Regions from separate parts of the Mus musculus genome. Here region 2 is linked to region 1. Evidence: chromatin contacts called from public Hi-C data. All regions are on one chromosome and are shown on one strand. The core of a region is the stretch at or near the end of the contact, and the rest is flanking DNA. Distances in the headings are between cores, read along the strand shown. Region 1 overlaps Car10 (carbonic anhydrase 10). Region 2 has its middle 45 kb from the start of Gm35148.

The links. Hi-C and Micro-C count contacts between places; a contact is called where the count stands out from the background.
Region 2: a Hi-C map of cortical neurons shows a contact between it and region 1, with 3 times the contacts expected there. The contact joins two enhancer-like sites. A contact is called at or near these places in 4 of 484 Hi-C or Micro-C datasets (cerebral cortex, cortical neurons and embryonic stem cells) and 1 of 9 other capture datasets (embryonic stem cells).

What each region holds. Positions count from the first base shown.
Region 1 is chr11:93,577,988-93,583,416 of GRCm38.p6, reverse strand. It overlaps Car10 (carbonic anhydrase 10), which reads right to left. Exons shown (of 10, transcript NM_001361708.1): 6 at 4,656-4,751; 7 at 397-469. Among named protein-coding and RNA genes, the nearest start is that of Gm24856, 170 kb to the right of the region's middle. Within about 2 kb of position 1,891, at least 8 of the 459 cell types and tissues checked have an H3K27ac peak or open chromatin away from gene starts, as enhancers often do. A contact at or near this core is called in cortical neurons, where this site is marked.
Region 2 is chr11:93,760,707-93,766,111 of GRCm38.p6, reverse strand. No RefSeq gene overlaps it. Among named protein-coding and RNA genes, the nearest start is that of Gm35148, 45 kb to the left of the region's middle. Within about 2 kb of position 2,426, at least 14 of the 459 cell types and tissues checked have an H3K27ac peak or open chromatin away from gene starts, as enhancers often do. A contact at or near this core is called in cortical neurons, where this site is marked.

The DNA of each region.
Region 1 (5,429 bases), core at 642-3,141:
TGGTTCTGAAAAGGTCACATTGGGTCCAGAGTACCTGGTGGATTTTGTTTTTCATCATATAGTTGGCAAAAATCCCAACGACGGACAGCTGACACAGTAGAGTGAGTCAGCCGGTAGAATACCCCAGCTCATTACCAACCCACAGGCTAACGATGACCACATCATCATAATTGTTATTGCCTTAGACAGGCGTGGATGACAAAGACACTCTGGGGACTTATGCTTAAAATGGGCTGCTTCTCAGCTAGCTCTGACTCTCCAGAGTGACTTTCTACAGAATTAAAGGATCATGAAGCAGAAAGGGGCCCACAGAGCTCATCTGTTCTGGCTTCTTGCCTTCTGACAGGACTAACCTTTGTAGAATAGATGCTGTAAAGAAAATTGAACCAAACTTACTTTTATATGTTATTCTTGTGATAGTATCTCTGTTGAGCATTCGATTAAGAAATGGGTTTGATGAATCAGAAACCTATAAGAGAAGAGAAAGTGTTAATGACTGGGTGTCAATCTCCCAGGGCAAATATTATGCATTATTTCATTCCTTCATATTGATGGCTTGCCATGGGTCCAAATGTGATGGCTAGAAATTCAGAGATCAGAGACACACATTCTACTCTGTAAGGACACCTCATCTTGAGATGGAAGAGAGGCAGGCAAACATATTGTCCTCATGTAGATTAAGGAGTGCTCTGATAGAGTCCTCATGGAGAGACTGCTCTCTGTCTGGGGAGTCAGGGGAGTCAAAGTCTGAGTTGGTTTGGAAGGATGGGTGGCAGCTACAGTATTTTAATGCTAGAATATGAGAAAGGAGGAAAGTCAAGGAGACAAGAAAAAAATCCTTGCTGAGGACCTGTTCAGAAGAGGCAGATGCGCATACAAATAGCTAGTGGAGTTGAAGGCTTTGGGAAAGGCAGGATGGGAGGCTAGCCCATGCTAGGCTTTGAATGTCAAGCTAGGATATATTTAATCCTCAGGAATGGGGAACCATTCAAAGGGTTTTGAGCAGGGAATATGGAATGAAATGCCAGGAGAGGATCATGTGTCTAAGTAGAGAGAATATCTGGAATAGGGGTGCCAGAAGAGGGAGGAAAAAAGAGAACCTTGTAGTTCTACTGCTCATTAGCATATGAATATATTATAAACCCCAACATCCAATCTTTCTTCCATCTACCCACCCACCCACCCATCTATCCTAGAAATATTTATCAAGTCCCTATAATGGGCAAAAACATTGTATTAGAGATGAATTTCCATTTCTGTACTTATGCTCTTCCATGTCCAGATTCTTCTTCTGGGAGAAGCAGCTGAGTGACAAGCAGGTAAGGATCAGAGAATCACCCTTTATAGGACCACCCTTTATAAGACCACTCTACAGGCAGCCTCCTGTAGCTGTGGAATTTCCTTAACAACGCCCCTTTTACTCAGTCTTTTCTCAGGACCACTGTTTATCTTAGTCATTTCTCTCCTACCTTGCTTAGTGAGGCTCTGCAATTTACATCTCAGCTGCTAATCAGATGCTGTGACACATCAACATTTTAAATCTGATTTATTCCGAGGGTTGGGGGGAAAAACAATCACAGCAGATGAACATCGCTATTAGATAAGCAACAGGTACCTTTAGTTTGGAGGAAGCACAGACTGTTTATTTTGCTTCCAGCTGTCTTTCTTCTTACAGGGTTTCCTGGGTGTGTTGTTGTGACTGACAGGTGCTGGGGAATGAGGGTGCTCAGTGGAGGTAAAAACCCCACCTCCGATGGGGAAAAAGCCCCAAGTCAAGCATTGCTGTTCCCTGGAAACATGCATGCCAAATTCAGCTTCTGTTGTGACATACTCTTGAGCATTCAAAGGATAGCTCTCAGAGCCTTCTGTTTGTGCTGTGTACTGTGTGATAGCAGGAGGGGCCATGAACGTGTCTGGCAGAGCAGGAATCTGCAACAGCTCTTAATTGCTGGGGGTGCCGGGCTCCTGGTACCTGGCAAGCTAGACAATAAATACTAGGGTTGCGACCAGCCCCCATTTGGATCTGGTTAGAGATTATTGAGATATTTCCAAAGTGCACACAGATGATTTGTGGGCACAAGTGTGCTGGCCGTGTGGGTGAGAGGATAGAATATGTACTTAATCTAAGTGAGAATAAGTTGGAAGTTAATGGTGTGTGAGATCAAACAGCTATTACAGCCAATCTCAGCTCCCTGTGGTCATGGGAGGAAGTGTGTGTGTGTGTGTGTGTGTGTGTGTGTGTGTGTGTGTGTGTGTGTGTGTGGTGTGTGTGTGTGTGTGTGTGTGTGTGTGTGGTGTGTGTGTGTGTGTGTGTGTGTGTGTGTGTGTGTATGTGCGTGTGCTTGCATGCATACATGCACACATGTGCGCCTCGATGAATGTGTAGTGCTCAGAGGCTAAGTTGTAGGAGTCAGTTCTCTCTTTTCACCCAAGTCCCTGGAATTGAACTCAGATCATCAGGGTTGTTAACAAGTACCCTTAACTGCCGATCCATCTCCTTTTACCCCCAAACCCTCGGGCATCTTTGGTTCAGCATTTGGTCAGGGTGACATTTGCTCAGGTGAACCACTCGCATGTGAGGACTTCAGCTCCAGGGAGCTGGAAGCGGGAGGCAGGGGCATCAGAAATGGGGCTGGTGAGTACCAGACGCTGCATACCCTTAGAGACTAAGGATTCAGTTCATCTCATTTCTGGGTACCCGTGTCTAGCAGATGGTGGACCTCTGTCCCATGCTCACTTGGAGTTTGGAGAGGAATTAATGACAAGTCAGAGGTCACTCTGGAGCTGGAAGCCTGGGAGTTGACTTTGTAGAAAGAAGAGAGGCTCAAGGAAAGAATGGAAAACTCTCCGGGGTCTAAACTGGCCTGAGAAGATTCAGGAGCTGACTCCTGTCATTTATTGGCCTAAGGATTTAGTATAGGTCCTTTCAACAAATTACGGGAGAGCAACCTGGGCCTGCAAGCCTGACTGTTGGTTGGGATCTCAGCATAGTGCGGATTTCTGCGTGAGCCCATGGAACACCGGCAGTTTGCACTGGAGGAAGTTGGTTGCTGGTCACTTCATCAGTCACTGTCAGCCGTTACACGCTTGAGCTTCTAGGACGACATTTACTGACTTAGAAACTTTAAGCAAAGGGGAGCAAAGTCAGGGACTGAAACTGAGATGCTCTTCAAGGGACAAGCAGCATTGGGAAAGGCAGGTTGGCCTCTGGATATCACTCATGGAAGGCTTGGCATGTAGAAAACCACAGGAAGAGGTGACTCCTGGTCACATGACAATATGCAACATACCCTTAGGCTTGTGGACCATGATTGCATGGATTGGTTGTATGTGTCATAACTGGGACCAGAGTAAGAATTTGCTCCAGGCTTGTGGGTACCAGTGGGGCATGGCTGGGGGTGTGTGGTTGTTTGAGTGGCACCTTCTCTCTTCTCATCCTCAGTTCCCTTTTCAGCTCTGTTGAGTTGACACACAATGGGAATACACTAATGAGCACTAAAGCCAGGCAAGACTTGGGGTGTCTTTCCTGCCTGAGCTATTACAAGCTCCATGAATTTGGCCTGGCTCAGATGAAGGTTAGGAAGTTAGCAGGAGGCATGGCAGCTGGGAAGATGGCCAATACCTGTTGCACAAAGTCTGCTTTGGCAGGGGGTGGGATGGAATGGGAGATAGTGTGTGTGGGCGCTATTGCTTAAGGGGTCCCCAGAGACTCCCATTATTCCAGGGGCTCTGTTAAAACTCCTTGATGATGAATGCTAAATTTCTACTAAAATTCTTCATCACAGTCCAAGTTCTGGTTAGTCTAATTTTCTTTAATGATTTGTACACAACCCTCTCTAGCAGCCCGTATAGTGCGGTACATTAATTAGCCTTTGTAACTAACATAGTCTACTGAAAAATTTCTTTTTTTATTTTTTACAATTGGAAAGGGAATCTTACTTTTTCATTAAAAAATGGGCATATCTGCATTATTTTACATCTGCCAAAATATCAAAGGTAATTAAAGAACGAAATCAGAATTTGTTCACTTGGACATTTCATATTGTTTTTGCCTACTGGATATCTGGGGAGCATGGCTGAAAATCATACATTCAAAATGGGGATTTTCGTCTTAATTCTAACTGCCAGGATTATGAATCAGCCTTTGAGTGGGAAAGGAAGATGAAGTTTTCAGCTGCTGTGGGGAAGCCCGAGGTATAGTGCAGGGCCTACCTGGGAGGATCAACCCACTCTTCTTATTCTCCGGGTGTCAGCAAGTGACGGACCGTCCTTCAGTCCTAGAGGGTATCGGCTCTCCAGCTCTTCTGCTACTGTCCCCTTGTTCCACACTAGCAGGTGGGGCCTAAAGCCTGTCCCTGAAAATCGCAGTTGCTTTCTCTCTAGGATGGAGGCTCCCCAAACCTTCAGCTCCCAAAGCTCTGAAATGGAACCTGTCCCTTCTGCACCTCACTTCCAGAGCTCCGAATCTTTTATGAATCTCATGGTTATAAAAGTCCTAAGACCCCAACGTTACTGCAGGCATGGGTATGAATTGACATTACTTCTTTAACTTTTTAAAATTACAACAGAGACTGTAGAATGATGCTCTGGTTGGTATTGGGGGGGGGGCGCGGGAGGGGGTGGCAAGCAGAGTACAGGAATCATGCAAGACTTACTTTTATAAATATAGAAACTACCACCAATCCATTCGGGCTCTTCGCAGCTTCTGTGACATTTGTGTATAGCTCGTGGTTATAGTGGATGAGTTGTACCTGGTAGGAAGGGAAATCAGGAATAAGAACAACAATCCTGGCTTGAAAGGTATCAGGCACAGCCTATCTTCCAATACGAGGGTGAATTGCAAGCATACGGAGAGACTAGTAGAAGGCTATGCTTTTTCTTATTCTTCTCTCATGTATTACATCCCAACTGCAGTATCTCCTCCCTTCCCTCACCCAAGTCTATCTCCCCTACTTCCTGTCTCCCCTAGATCTGCCCCTCCTCTGCCTTTCTTCAGATAAGAGCAGGCTTCCCAGGGATATCAACCAAACATGGTGTAACGCACTACAGTAAGACCAGGCATATATTCTCACATCAAGGCTGGATGAGCCAACCCAGTAGGAGGAAAAGGGTTCCACAAGTAGGCAAAATAGTTAGGGACAGCCCCTGTTCTCACTGTGAGGGTTCTCACAAGAACACCAAGCTATTCAGCTATAACATATATGCAGAGGACCTATGTCAGACCCCTACATGCATCCTGATCTCTGTGAGCCTCTGTAAGTCCAGGTCAGTTGATTTTGTGGGCCATGTTCTTGTGGTGTCCCTGACCTGTCTGGTTCCTCCAATCAGAAGGATGCGCTTTTACTTGGTGAAATTTCAGAGGGAGGTGTAAATAGAATCTATGTGTATAATACACACACACACACACACACACACACACACACACACAC
Region 2 (5,405 bases), core at 1,177-3,676, 180 kb before region 1:
GGAAGGGTTGGGCACATACATGTGCGTGTCATCGTTTGGCCAAGTTGTCCTTGTGAAAGCTGTCCTCTGCCGTCTCTCATCCAGCCACCAACAGAATGTCTACAGGTCCTGGTGTGGTTGCACTTAGTGTGCCAGCCTCTGTGCTATCTCTTGGGGAAGGTGATGGATGCCATCAGTCTCGTGGTAAGGATGTCAGTAGCAAAATTTAGAAAATACAATGGACTGAAGGAAGAGCTTTGCCTGACATGTACCTTGCTTACCAGAATGTCGAGGCAGAGACATGGATCGTGAAGCCTAGGAGGGGCTGAGAGGAGTTTTGGGAAGTTAGTGGCCAGACGTTTTCTAGTGTGCTAGCATCAGCTAAATGAAGAAGGATGTTGGAAAGATATGGATGATGAGCTTGGTTGAAAGCCGAGGTGATGGAAAATAAGGAAGTAGCAAATGAGAGCCTTGTCTGGGTTTTGGCTGGAAATGTGAGAGGTGGAGGAGGAGCTAGGGGGAGGTGCCAGGTGATGAGGGTCCTGACCGTTGTGCTGAGGGACCAGGGCTACCTTTAGTACAAGTGTTTGGCAAAGTTCCATCCCAGCTATCTTTACATCACAACCACCTGCAGTGGCGGTTAGAAATCCAGACATTCTGCACTGGAGCCTTCGAAGAAGACACCGAGAAACCTGCATTTTAAATAAGCCCTCAGGATATTCTGCTGGTGCCTGAAGTTGAGAAGGAGATAAAGAGCCATTGAAGAGTTTCTCGAGTGGCTGAATCTGTGCTTTAGACAAGTCTCCCTGCAGCGGAACATAGGGCAGGAAAGATAAAGAAAGGCAGGAGTCCACTTGGGAGCCACTTGAAATAATACCGTGGGTGGCTGAGGATGAGCTGACCACGGAAGAGTGAGGCAGGATGCAGAGACACTGCTACGGTGTCAGAAGCAGCGATCTGGGAGGGAACATTGAGACAGCTGTCTGAGAGCTAGCTAGCAGGATGTCTGCATATACAGAGCGTGTGGACAATGCCCGTGTGCTCATACAGAGAGTGAAAGACACTGTTCTCAGTTGTAAAAGGAAAGATGTTCGAATTTTATGAAGAAGTCATACTTAATATGACACTGAGTGATTTTAATTTAATTTAATTTTTGAACTAGGGGGATAGAGTCTTACGTTACCAGCCTAGCCTTGAATGTGGTTGAAGATGACTTTGAACTTCTAGTCCTCCTGCCTCTACTTCCCAAGTTCTGGGATTTCAGATGGGTGTCACCACCCATCTGGTTTTTTATGTACTATTGGGGCTCGAACCTGGGGCTTCATACATGCTGAGTCATATTTATAGCCTACACGGAGCAATTAAAAATTATTTTCAAGAACTTTTATTGCGTCCATGCATTTATTTATTTTGTGAGTGCATGCACGGGAGTGTGGATGTGTGTGTGTGTGTGTGTGTGTGTGTGTGTGTGTGTGTGTGTGTGTGTGTGTATGTATGGGCACATATGCCGTGGCAAAAGTTGGTTCTCTCTTTCTACTACGTGGGTTCCAAGGAGAGAATTCAGGACATCGGCATGAACCTGATGCCAGTGTTGAAGTGGTGGGACTTGAATTCTTTTTTACCTCAACCCAAATCTAGTTTTCTCCTAGGACTTCATTGCTAATAGATTGTGTTTAGCATTCCAGATACCTCCCCATATATGCACATACATAATTCTATGGATGCTCATAGTTTTATTCTATGTCCTCTTGCTTGCCTTTTGTAGATGCATGTGATCTGTGCATGAGTTACATATAACTGGAGCTGGGTGTGGTGGTGGCTCACACTTGTAATTGGCCTTCTGGCATCTGGGACAAAAGGTGCACGTTGCAGTGCCTGGATTGATTCGTTCTTTTTAAAGGGCTACATGGTCCTCTCCCAGCACTGGTTTCTCCTACCTCTCATGCAAAGGTTCTGAATTTAAACATAGACCTATTTCTCTGTAGGCTCCCGCTGACTCTCAAGCCAGGGGTTTCCTTCTTATTCTCCAGCCTTTGCACTCAGTGCAGGTTAACTTCCTCTTGGCAATCAGACACTCTCCCTCTCCCCCTCCCCCACTCTGTCTCTCTCTCTCTCTCTCTCTCTCTCTCTCCCTTATGTAGCCCCCAATGGCGGTGAATTTGTGATTCTCTTCCCTCAGCCTCTTGGATGCTGAGATTGGAGGTACCCACTTATGTTTCATGAGAACAAACAGATTGAGACCTGTACCTTATCCCTGAGGGAGGGAAGCCTCCATGGGGAAGGCTTTGTGGTTCCCACAAAAGGCAGGTTGATCTCTGCGCCCCCCCCCCGCCCCCGCCCCCGCCCCCCCCTCCCCCCCCCCCCCCGCCCGCCTGTGCCCCTGAAATCCTGAGCGTACTTCTTATTTTGGGAGCACACCTTCAAGCTGAGCATTCTCTCTCACTTACTGCTCAGTCTACTCACAGGAAGCACTGGAGAGGGTTCACTGGAAGAAAAAAAAAAGTACTTGAGAAAGGATTTGGAAAAACATGTTTCTCATTTCAGCTGTTGAAAGAGACATGAAGGTGACAGATTCGTCCCTAGTGCATCTCTTCCGGAGGACCTCTCAGAGGTGACTTGTAACCACACCGGCCAAGGCGATGATTTATTGGTTGCAAATAATTGGAAGGTCCTTGTGAACCATGGAACGAGGGTTGTCGTGCCACCACCGGCTTCTCCACCCACATGCTAATGGAAGAGCCGCGTGGGTTTGCCTAATTGAAACAGTCAGGGTGGAAACCGCTGAAAAACCTGCTGCTTCTATTTATTCTCTGGGTTTCTATGGAGAGAGGCGTGCTCCTATAGGCGATCCTTTAAAGTAGGATGCGCGAGGAAAACAGCCCCCTGGTGGTGAGGGAGGTACCTAGGCTCCGTGGAGTTAGTGGCTGGGTTTGCAGGAGTGTCCTGTGGTTATGTGAAGGGGAGGAGAAATGGACTTTACACTCAGTGGGTTGAAGGAACAGTCGTTTTAGTTATAAAATAACAAAAGCTTACACGAATTTAAAAAAAAGAGGGCCTGTTGTACTCTATTCACGGTCTTTCTCCTCAGGAAACACTGAGGTGGCAGAATGCTAATGCAGTCCTTCTTGTTTTCCTACTGGGGTACAGGGAGGTTAGAGGGGCTGCCTGAGGGCATCAAGGAGCAAGGGCAGGAAGACAGCAGACTGGCCATCGAAGGTCCTGGTTTAATTTATTATGGGATGATCAGTTTTCGACACTTTGACTGAGCTGACAGAAATGGGAGCAGAAGTCTCATGGTCAAGGGCTTCTCTCGAAGGGTTTCAGTGTCTCATATCCCACTGTGTGACATCATGGGCATCCTAGAAAATAGCCTGTGTACTCTTCTGGGTCAAGACCTAGCATGATTTTCCTCCCTCCTTCTCTTTCTTGGTCCCCTCCCCACTCTTTTCCCATGCAGCCCATACCGGCCTCAAAGGCACTATGAAACCAATGCTACCCTTGAATACTTTAATTCTCCTGTGCCTACCTTGTGAGTGTTGGGACGAGAGGCCTGCCCATCTGTGTTCCATTTCTTTCTTAACAGAGAGGAAGGCACAGGACTATTTTTGAGATGGATTTTCACTTTGTTGCCCAAGCTGGTCTTGGACTCTTGAGCTCAAGTGATCCTCTTGACCCAGGCTTCTACATGTCGAGATTAGAGGTGTGAACCATCATGCCTGACTCCAAAATGCATCTTAAAAGGAAGCTTTTGGCTGTCCTGAGATGGAGGGAGATATCTTTGAAGTGGTGTGATACACTGTAGCCAGGGGAGGGTTTTGTTGTTGTTGTTTTTTGTTTGTTTGTTTGTTTGTTTTTTAGGACAGGAGACAAGGTCCTGTCTAGAAGACTCAGGAGAGGCGAAAGGAGCACTAATTACTAGCACAAGGCCGAGCAGGCTTGGGTGTGGTGTGGATGGAGCAAGGCAGCTCTGATGTTGTGAATGGAGAGAAGATGTGTAGACTTCACCTACAGTGTTACTGGCTGCATGGCACAGGGACAAGATCGCATTCTGGAGGGGCCAAGAGAGTGTAATAGGGTGATAGCATGTTTTAAACACGTCCTTATCATGTCTGCAATGTTCATGGTGCATCTCAGTTTGCAAAGGCTTCAGTGTTTCATTTAATTAGAGGAAGAGGAATTCCGCCACAATTATTACTTGGGAGGTTCGCGCATGTCTCTGTGCACGGTTGCATTTTGGAAGAACTCTTCGACTCTGCTCAAGTTTGGGATGTAAATCCTCCCTAATTTTTGGGTTAGCTTATGTCCTTTCTTTTTTATTTAAAAAAAAACTTTGCTTTTTCACAATTTCATATGTACATAAAATGTACATATTTTGATCATAATCCTCTCATTATCTTTTTTTTTTATTCTCTTCTCCTCTCGCTGAAATTCTATATCCCAACAAGTTTCCCTCCTACTTTGTCTTTTTTTAATCTGCTCACCGCATTTGATTAGGGCTGCCTGCATAAGCAGGGGTGAGGGGTTACTTATTTGAGCAAGGGCGACTTACTTGCGACTAGACTACTGAGAAGACAACCCACTCTTCCCCGGCCACCATTAACTTGCCTGCAGCATCTGAGGGAGGGGTAGGTTACTGTGAACCCCTCCCCATCCATGATGGGATGCTGGTTCCCCTAGACGTGTGCAGGTCGGGTACCGCTAGCCACAGCTGCTGTGAGTCTGAAAGTTTAACTAACCCCCACCCCACACCTGGAAGTCTAGCCAAAGATCTTGAAACAGAATGGTAACAGGCATTTTCCTGTAAATGGCTCTGAGAGAAGTCTACAGAGAATAATTGGGGAGCAAGGGCTGTGCTCCCTTTTGGTGAGAGTGAGTACCTGAGAATGACCCTCGAAAGGGGAAACACTAACTCTCTGGCAAAGATACTCAATGGAGAGGCATTCTCCTACTGATGGCTTCTCTCCTGTCTAACCCTACTAGCCTTTCATTTGTATCTCTTTCCTGTAGGCATTCTGTGTTTGGAAGTCATACAAACCCATAGCTATTTCTTTTAGTAAAAGGATGAAGGATTTCCTTTGGCTCATCCATTCTCCCCTTATGCTTGAGCTGTAAGATTTGGATGAAGAGTGGAGAGGGTCATATGATCATAAGTGGCCAACTAGACTCACTGAATTCTTTGGTTCTAGGGAGTGACTCACTGGTAGATATGTGACTGGGATTTTGTTAGGGCTCTAGAGAAGGGCTCTCTTTCTCTCTCTTTCTCTCTCTCTCTCCTGTGGCTTTGAAAAGACACTGGGAAAATTAGAGGTCCTCACCACCATCATCTGCTTCACTTCCATGAGGGAAAAACTTTGAGGAAGAGACCAATCAATGTCTCACAACCTAGAGAAAGAAACTAGTTTTTTAAAATTTATTTTTCTCCATGT